Regions from separate parts of the Mus musculus genome. Here region 1 is linked to region 2. The links are chromatin contacts, called in public Hi-C maps. All regions are on one chromosome and are shown on one strand. The core of a region is the stretch at or near the end of the contact, and the rest is flanking DNA. Distances in the headings are between cores, read along the strand shown.

Evidence for each region. A called contact is a pair of places that touch in the nucleus more often than the background predicts.
Region 1: a Hi-C map of liver shows a contact between it and region 2, with 2.7 times the contacts expected there. The contact joins the promoter of Mrpl1 here to the enhancer-like site in region 2. A contact is called at or near these places in 5 of 39 promoter capture datasets (the C10 cell line, the HPC-7 cell line, embryonic stem cells and 2 more), 4 of 484 Hi-C or Micro-C datasets (CD4 T cells, CD4 single positive thymocytes, the HPC-7 cell line and 1 more), 3 of 115 datasets of contacts at active chromatin or transcription factors (CD8 T cells, the SCID.adh cell line and memory CD8 T cells) and 3 of 9 other capture datasets (adipose tissue, liver and pancreatic islet).

What each region holds. Positions count from the first base shown.
Region 1 is chr5:96,208,197-96,212,601 of GRCm38.p6, forward strand. Mrpl1 (mitochondrial ribosomal protein L1) reads left to right here and starts at 1,919. Exons shown (of 9, transcript NM_053158.3): 1 at 1,919-1,997. The coding sequence starts at 1,967.
Region 2 is chr5:96,132,337-96,136,974 of GRCm38.p6, forward strand. It overlaps Cnot6l (CCR4-NOT transcription complex, subunit 6-like), which reads right to left. Exons shown (of 12, transcript NM_144910.2): 2 at 1,675-1,796. The coding sequence starts at 1,786. Among named protein-coding and RNA genes, the nearest start is that of Gm52799, 27 kb to the right of the region's middle. Within about 2 kb of position 3,260, at least 10 of the 459 cell types and tissues checked have an H3K27ac peak or open chromatin away from gene starts, as enhancers often do. A contact at or near this core is called in liver, where this site is marked.

The sequences.
Region 1 (4,405 bases), core at 669-3,168, 75 kb after region 2:
CTCCAGCTGTGGAGATGAATCTAAGAGCCAGCAACAGGAGAATTTGTGTATATTCTTAGACGGAGTTAACTTTAAGTATCATGAGGTGACTGCCAGTTTTCCAGCTCCCTCTTATCTATGCATCTAAGCACAAGGTTTGGTACTTAGTAGTTGCTCAGGTATGTGTGAAAAGAGCATAGAAGGAAAAGAGGACAAGCAGAAACAAAGTTATCAAAGTAGAGTCAAGTTCTAAGGTTTTCTTTACTTTTTTTTAAACAGTCGCAGAGCTTTTGAAGTAACTGCTTACATGTTAACAAGAACAGTCTATAAGTAACAATCTTATTCATTTAGATGGCTACTAGGTATAAATATAAAAATAAAGCTTCTGGAAAATTCCAGCTTTGATGAGGTCCATCTTCTGTGAGTAGCTTCAGGAAGCCAAGTTTTGCAGGCTTGAAATTCTTATCAAGTCACTAATTCATATAAGCATGGATTCATTTTTTTTTTTTTTTCAACGTTTACTGCAGACCTTCCTTCCGGTCTGACGCTGTGTGTAGTATGTGCTGAGGTTACAAAAATGAACGACATGATTGCTGCCCACAAAGAGCTCAAAGAGATGGGGAGATACATTGTGACAGCTGCACAGCTCTGTGTGCTCAACCCCCCACTAAATTGTACACTTAGGTTGGTAAATTGTATTATATAGAATAATAGGTCTCAGAATTGTTTCAAATAAATAAAAAAATTACTAATTCTGTTTATTACATAAAACCAGGAAGAAGTGGCCATAATTCAGTCCTGGAAGTATGAAAGGAGACTGCCAACAATGAGCAGAGTCTGAATTTAAATCTTAAGGGGAAAAAATACTGTTAATGTGTTGCATAATAATTCAAACAAAAGCCAGAGAGGAAAAATGTCACAGAGGTGAGAAATGTGTCTTCTGCCCTCCCTTCATCCCTCCCTCCCTCCCTCTCTTTGTGTGTGTGTGTTATGTGTACACTCGCATGTGTGTTAGGAAGGTTGTTGGTTGAGGAGGTAGGCAGAGGCCCGTAAGTGAGCCTTTGGAAATGGCCAATTACTGGAGGAGTTTATTCTTATGAATTAATTCCTGACCAGACTTGGTTTAGAGAAACCACACGGGCAGCTGAGACATAACGGATGTTTTTTTTTTGGGGGGGGGGGGGGTAGGGGGTAGGAAGGGGTCAGAATAACCTGTGCACTGGTCTCTAATTGGCTACGTAGAACAAAAACAAAAACAGACAAACTCCAAAAACCAAAACAAAACCCTAGACGTGTTTCGAAAACTCCAAGCAGTGTACTGCTCCTTAGGTCTGATCAGCACAGCTTGCCAGCAGCCGGAAACCAAAAAGCAGACGGATGAAAGATTAAGGTTTGCTCAAAGGGGGGTGGAAGGGGGTGAGAGAGTGGGACCTCCTGGCCCGCCTTGGGTGGAGGCGAAGTTTGATGGATTCTGTTTTCTCTTTGCTATGAAGAAGATTGAACTCAGAGGCGCGCACACGCTAGCTCCGCGCACGGTCGCCTAGCAATATTCATTTAAAGAAAAACCGAATCTTAAGAAGGCCAAGAGTATAGCGAAGGAAGCTGGGGACACTTCAGCTTTCTCAAGACTTTAGTCAGAGAACCAGGTTCCCTCTATTTAAATGACCGTTCGGAGTACATCTGCAGGGTCCAAAATTAAAAATAAGAAGGAATGAATAATTAATTACAGAGTTTTCAACAAAGCCATTCCCCACCCCCGCCCCGAAGGTTGATAAACCTTTGAACCCGAGCCACGAAAGGCAGTCTCAGACAGGGAACCGACAGGAACCTCGCCACGAGGGCACTGAAGCCAGGTCGTCCCCGCCCTGCTCTTCTGCTCCTACCAACTCCTTCCCCCTTTGCCAGCTTCCGCGCGGAACCCTTTTTCGCATTTCCGTGCAGTTGAAACCCGGGACCCACTTCGTCAGCACAATCCGGAACAGTCAACATGGCGGCGGCCGTAAGGTGCCTCCGTAGAGGTAAGAGGAGCAGTGTTCTTGCGTGGAAAGTAAATCTAGAGCCAAGTTTCCTGTTGCAGCGGAATCCATGGCAGAATCTCGTAGGCACCGGTCAGCTTCTCGGTCCTCGAAATGCTTCCGTGATCTTCTGGGCTCCACAGCCCAGAGGGTCATCAGTGCTTAAAAGCGACACTTAACGCAAGGGTTCTCTCTTGGAGCAGGTCATTTTGAGGATGAAATGGGAGCGGAAATACATTGGCAGTACTTATAGTCAGGGGTGAGGAGTACAAGGCAAGATTCTGTTGTGTGTGTGGGATAGCGGGCGTGTTCAGTTTGATAAGCGAGCCCTGAAGGGAAAGGTGGTATATGAAGTGATTTACATCTGTAAATATCTGAACCTTGGCGTGTTTATGAATAAAGGCGATTCCAGTTAGTAAATTTACAGAGGCTATCGTGTTTATCATTTGGAGACTAATTCTGTAGTGTTTTGTATAGCCATGTCTGAGCACGTTAGACATGGCTAATAGGAATTCACAGTGCCATATACACTATAAGATCTTTTTCATGTGTATGTGTACTTGGTCTATGTATACATGTTCACATGTGTGTGAGTGCATATGTATGTGTGCCCATGGAGGCTCTCTTCTGCCAGCCAGTATCCAGGCTGTTTCCAGAGGCAGAGTTTGTCACTGGACCTGGAGCTTGCGGATCCCACTGTCTCCAGTGAAGCCCCTGGAGGTGGGAGGTGTTGCACTGTGTTTACCCAGCTTTTATGTGGCTGCCAGGAATCTGAATTTCACCCCTCATGCTTGCACAGTAAGAGCTCCGTCACCTCTCATATGAAATTGATCTTTACTTTTAAAATGCAATCAACTCCCCCTCTTCTTTGACCTTGCAGCCCTTCTCCTTCCTCTATTTATTGTGTCTTGTCTCCCCACTGGCCAGGAACATAAGCTTCATAACCTTCCTTATTCCAGTGCTTGTAAAACAATGGTACTTAGACCATCCAGTTTACAAACTGCATCTCCACAATAAAAGTAGACACTGCTTTCTTGATTAAGTTTTGCTAAAAAACAAAAACAATTTGAGACAGGGTTAGGCTCCCATGTGTTGGGACAGGCATCTCCAGCATGCCCATTATTAAAAGTATTGCCTGTTGCATTGAACAGTATAATTTAGTGCTTTGTTTCACATGCTAGTGTAACCTTTTTGTGGTTGCAGATTATAATAGGTCTACTGAGCACTCTTTAAGTAGTGCTAATATGGAATTCTATAATGTGTTTTAAATTGATGTATCCTTGCTTACTAATAAGGTAATACTACTCAGTGGACAGCTTTCACACTATTGGCATTTCCTTTCTAGTTTGAAGTCTTTTTATCCTTCTTGTTTACTTTTCAATTGTGTTGCTCTTTCACACTCAAGATACAACTCGTTTGTCCAGTGAACATGTTGCAAATATACTCTACCCATTTTAGATTCATCTTTTCACTGTATGTGCATGCGGGAAGGTATGTGTGTACATGTGTGTGGATGCATGTAGTGTGATATTTCTCATAACTTTTCCATCCCATTGTTTTTGAAGCAGGGTCTGTCACTAGGACCTGGAGTGTGTTGATTAGCCTCGTCTGGTTGGCCAAGTGAGTCACAGCGATCAGCCTTCTGGTTTTGGAATTTGGAGGAAGAGTCACTGTGCTCAGTGTTTTTTACATGTGTGGTGGGGTGAATGCAGGCCCTCATGCTTGCATGGCAAGCACTTTGCTGATAGTCTCCTCAGCCTCAATTCTTAATTTTTAAAAAGTATATTTGATAAGCAGAAGGTTTGTTTTTTGGATTTTTTTGTCACTTTATTTTTTTTTATTAGATATTTTCTTTATTTGCATTTCAAATGCTATCCCGAAAGTTCCCTATTACCCCCCCTCACCTGCCCTGCTCTCCTACCCACCTACTCCCACTTCTTGGCCCTGGCATTCCCCTGTACTGGGGCATATAAAGTTTGCAAGATCAAGGGGCCTCTCTTCCCAATGATGGCCGACTAGGCCATCTAAGCAGAAGTTTTTAACATTTAGTAAACTACTTTTTGTTTAGTGCCTTTGGGCCTTGTTTGTGAAACTGTTCCTCCCCTAAAGGTTATTAGGACATTTTTCTTTATCCTGGAAGGCTTTTAAATATTAGCATTCACCTATGAGTGGGTTTTTTTCTTCGTTTGTTGTGGGAAATTTGGATGATTTTATTGTCAAGCTTTTTTTTTTTTTTGTTTTACTAATCTGTCTTTCTGTATTTGTACCACTACCAACATAAAGAACTATCATAAAAATGCATTTTTTAAAAAATGGATTTTTAAATTTTTGTTTCCAGACAGAGTTTCTCCCCATAACAGCCCTAGATGTCCTGGAACTTACTCTGTATATCAGGCTGACCTTGAACTCAC
Region 2 (4,638 bases), core at 2,010-4,509:
TATATCCAAGTTGGTGTGGGTATGTGCCCATGAATGCAGGTGCTTTCAGAGGCCTGAACTGCTAAAGAGTCTCTGGAGCTGTAGTTAGAGGTGCTTGAGAGCTACCTGATCTGGGTGCTAGGAACCAACCTTGTATCCTTTAGAAGACCAGTGTTCTTAGTAGTTGAGCCATCTCTCCAAACCCAAGAAGTATTTAATTAAGTATATATAACTTTCATTAAAAAAAAAATTTAGATGAGAGATGGGAATGGAAACTGAAGAACACAAAGTTCCAAAGGAACAATGTTATCTTGTTTATAGAACTAAACTCAATGTTTATTTCTATCCTCTATCCAGGGTTCTTTCTACCAGACTCTTTCCTGCTGTATATAATCAAATACAAAGTGTCAACTAGGATTTTGCATCTTAATAGAAAAACAAAGTATTCAATGATGAGGCTATGGGTAAAAGAGAAACTTCCATTAACTTAAACACACCAATTTCAGTTGGGAGGAATTCTTTTCCTCAAAGGACTTTGGCATTTTAGGTTGATATAAGTAAAGAAGTATACAGGGAATCTGCTAGGTAAAAGCCAAGCATGCTACTAAGCATCCTATACTACACACAAAAACCATCCACCACAAGGAATTGTATCTAGGGGCCAAACTGTCAGTAAGCCGCCAAGGCTGAGAAATCTTAAAACCAACAGGCTGAGATCTGCTCCCATCGGAATGATGAGCATTCAGCAATCTACTCAGTTTCCTTTCAGTTGTATGAATAAGTTAAGTCTTGCTGTTGGTACTACAATGCCAATGGGGGTGGGGTCCTGATCACATTCTACATATAATCTGTTCTGTGGCAATTCATAAAAGAAAAAGTGATCTTCTATTTCTAATAAACTTAATTTTATAATACTATTAGTTGCCAAGTTAATGTGAAGTTCTTATATGAACTCTGCTTAAATTCCCCAACATTAGAGTCTTATATTCCATGGTGTGTTTATTAAAAGTAAGAAGCCAACATTGATATAGTAATAGTAACAAAACTTCAGGCTTTATTCAGAATTTACCTGTTTTTATATCTTTTTGTTCTAGAATTCAAATCAGGCTTTTTAATTAGCATGTCTTAACATTCCTCTGACTTAAGGCACTTTTTGTCGTTGTTTTTAATAATCTTGGTAACTCTGGAAGTACATCAGTTAAGTATTTTATGCAATGTCTTCAGTTTTAGTTTTATGATTTTTTTTTACTTTCAGACAGGGATCCAAATTCTTCAAATCACATTTATTCTAAGCATGCTCTATTCATAGCTTAGCTGGTGTCTGTTATACAGATAGAGTCATCTAGGTTTCCTTCTTTACTAGCACTGAGATAATAAAAGAAGGATAGCAAAGACTTTCATTTGCAAAAAATTACTCTGGAAATGTCAACATAAGACTTACTGTATTATAGAACCTAATTTTACTCAGAAACCAAACTCTGAATATCTTTAAATGTAAATGGCTACCCTTGCTCAAGATAATCTCAACAAGAAAGGAAAATATTTTAAAAGATCTAAAAAGAAGTGCCTCAGGATTCTTATGTATTTCCAATTAGTTCTTCCAGTTAAAACACAACAAAGAGCCTATAAGTACAGCAATACTCTTTACAATTGTAGCTATTATATTCCAGATAAAATGCTTCAGATTCCACTCACCCGAGATCTCTAACTCTGCCCAGTGAGATTTTTTCCCATTGGCTACCTCCTCTGCGGACATGATGGTGTAAATTCTGCGAGGATCTGGAGGATCATATTTTTCCTTTGGCATCCCTATTAGTCTGTGGGGGGAAAAGGATCATTAATTATTACAGTCAGGGCCAGCAAGATGTCTCAGGCAGTTACAGTGCCTGTTGCATAATTTTAATAATCTGAGTTCCAGACCAGGAACCACAGTGAAAGATTAGCAACTCTGCAAAGTTGTCTTTGGACAACCCTTTCCCCAAACACACACAAATACATACATACACACATACACATACATACACACATTCACATACTGCTTTTTATTAAAAATTATTACTATTATTATAGTTATTTGAGGAAATTCATCATTTTGGAGGAAAGGGGAATCAATGTGCGTGTGGAAAATATGAGCAAATAAAAATTAAATTAAAAATAATATAGTATAAAAAAGAAAAAATATGCTAAGTTTTCTTTTTCTCTCCTTTTGCTTAAGACTCTCACAAATATTCACGGGTACCCTATTAGAACTTCATCTGTGAGTCTAGAGCAAGCAGACTTGACATTTCCAGAGCCTCTCACCTGAGAAATGACTTTACATCAAAGGGGTGCCATAGCCTGTTCCAGTCTCCCGCCAGGGAATCTGAGAACCTGGCTGCAGCTGAAGCCCATTCTCAGAAGGTGTATGACTCTCCCTCCTCTGATAAGTGGACTCTGATTCTCTTCAGAGATCCCTCCAGAGTCTCTGTTGTTGGCGTCCTGAACTCATGCAAAGCCTCCACCATGCTGCTGTCCCTCCATCAGTGGATTAAAAACTCTTCTAAGAAATGCCTTGTTCCCACAGTATCTGTCTTGGTGTACTCTTGAACAACGCCCCTAGTTAAGTCATTTTATATTCTCACTGGAAGAAAAACACTACAATATTCTAGGCTTCTGAAGAAACTCATTAACAGATGCCTAAGGGGAAATGCAAATAAGCAACCATAGTAGATTCTTCAGAGAACATTGTGTTGCTCCCCAGTTCCTTCCCCTATGCTTAACAGCACTACTTTCCTAGAAAAGTTGGTCTTACAACTAGTTTCCATTTAATGAAACTTCAACTAGTCTCAGAGAATAGTGTAATTCTAACTCCCATCTGAGTAATAAATATCTCATACCTACAACTAACACCACATGATTTTCCCCCTTGACACTGGCATTAGTTTAGAGAATGCTCAAGATTCATTCTATGTTTGTGGATGAAACAGGATCCTCATTCCTGATGATCATAAACAAAGCAGAACATAGTCCAGATTGTTCCACATAGCCTTCCAACTACAAGAAAAGCGGACCTCATAAGGTAGTCTAGAAAGATAAAAGAAAAGGCAAATTTCTCAATAACTCATACATGCAGTCCCTGCACACAGCAAGCTGAGTTTTGTCTTCTGCTCCATGCCATCAGCACATCCTAACCAGGTAAATGCATAACTTGATTTGCCATAGTCAGTCTTACTGTAACCCTGTGGTACCAGGGTAATTACTGGCACTCCCTTTTACTCTCAAACGTACCTAACTAGGTAAATTACAGAGCCATGCCAACTGAAACAAAGTTCATGCTACTGTTTTCATAATCACAGCACAATCAATGGTGACTACACCAATCATAAAATCACTTCAAATACACTAAATATGAAAAAAAAGCCCTAAAAATAACTTTATTCCAGGGGTCTAGAACTACTGCTTTGATAGCAAACAGAAGATAAAATCCACTTCAGGTCATTCAGATCAAACAGCAAGCAACAAAGTCATGTGTGTCAAATTAAGTATCTACATGTTATCCTTATCGCATATTACATATATAGTTACAGCTGGCATAATGTTTTATTTTGTCAGTAACAGATCTAATCTAGGGACCTGGCACATGCCATGTAAGAGTTCTACTACTAGGCTGCATTCTCAGCATTCTTTGCTCATATTTCTTTGTCCTTTCTCACATGTGCCCTTAAACCAAGTATTCAAATCTGTATCTATTTCTAAGTTAAGAAATAGTATCAGGAGGTCTTAAGCTTGTTGCATATCAAAAAAAAAAAAAAGGTAGTAGTATTCCATCATGTACCAAGAAATCAAAATTTCTCACGTCAGTTTCCCTTTACTTAAAGGAGGGCAAGTTTTCCTTAGTTGTTTATTTATTAACAGTAAAATTCTCCAGTCCCTAAGTTAACTCTTCAAACGTAATCTTATCATACTGTGCTATTTGGAGTTACAATGTTAAAGTAGAAAAACATCCTTCTGGTGAAGACACTGGCCTAGGCAGAGATCCAACATTCCAGTTGTGCCAAGTCAATCACCTGGTCAAGAAACTATACCTACAAAGGCAGGCTCAACTTAAGCTATTCTAAAGAGATAGAGAAGTAGATGGAGTAAATTAAGCTATAAATTAAAATAAACTATACTTTTCCATTCCTGCTCCCCACCACTATAGCTACCATGGGTTTGACTGCTCTAGTTTCCTGAGGCCTGAGGTAGAAAGGTGTAATTGCCATTTTCTTTCCCTGGGATGCTGCCCACAATTTAAATACGATGATACTTTGAATTTCCTTACTCTTTTCCCTAAAGCTCAAACGTAATTTAAATCCCTAAGTGTGATGCTGGTTATGTTTTTTAACTGTGCATACAAGCCAGTCTAGGGTTTAAACACTGAGTGATGAGCAGCTTCCATCCAAAGAAAGAGAAATGGTTTCTTTTAGAAAACATTAACAGCTAATTCTTCATATTTTCTCTTCAAGATGAGGAGGGATTATTTTTAGTGTTGTTTTAGAGAGTTGTTTTACACAAGCTCTTACTATCTCAGACTGGCCTCAATCACATTAGAAGCCTTATGTGCATAATCCACCTGGTAAGCCTTCCAAATGCAGAGACTATAGACATTACCATCATACCTAGCTGCACAGGGGTTTTTCT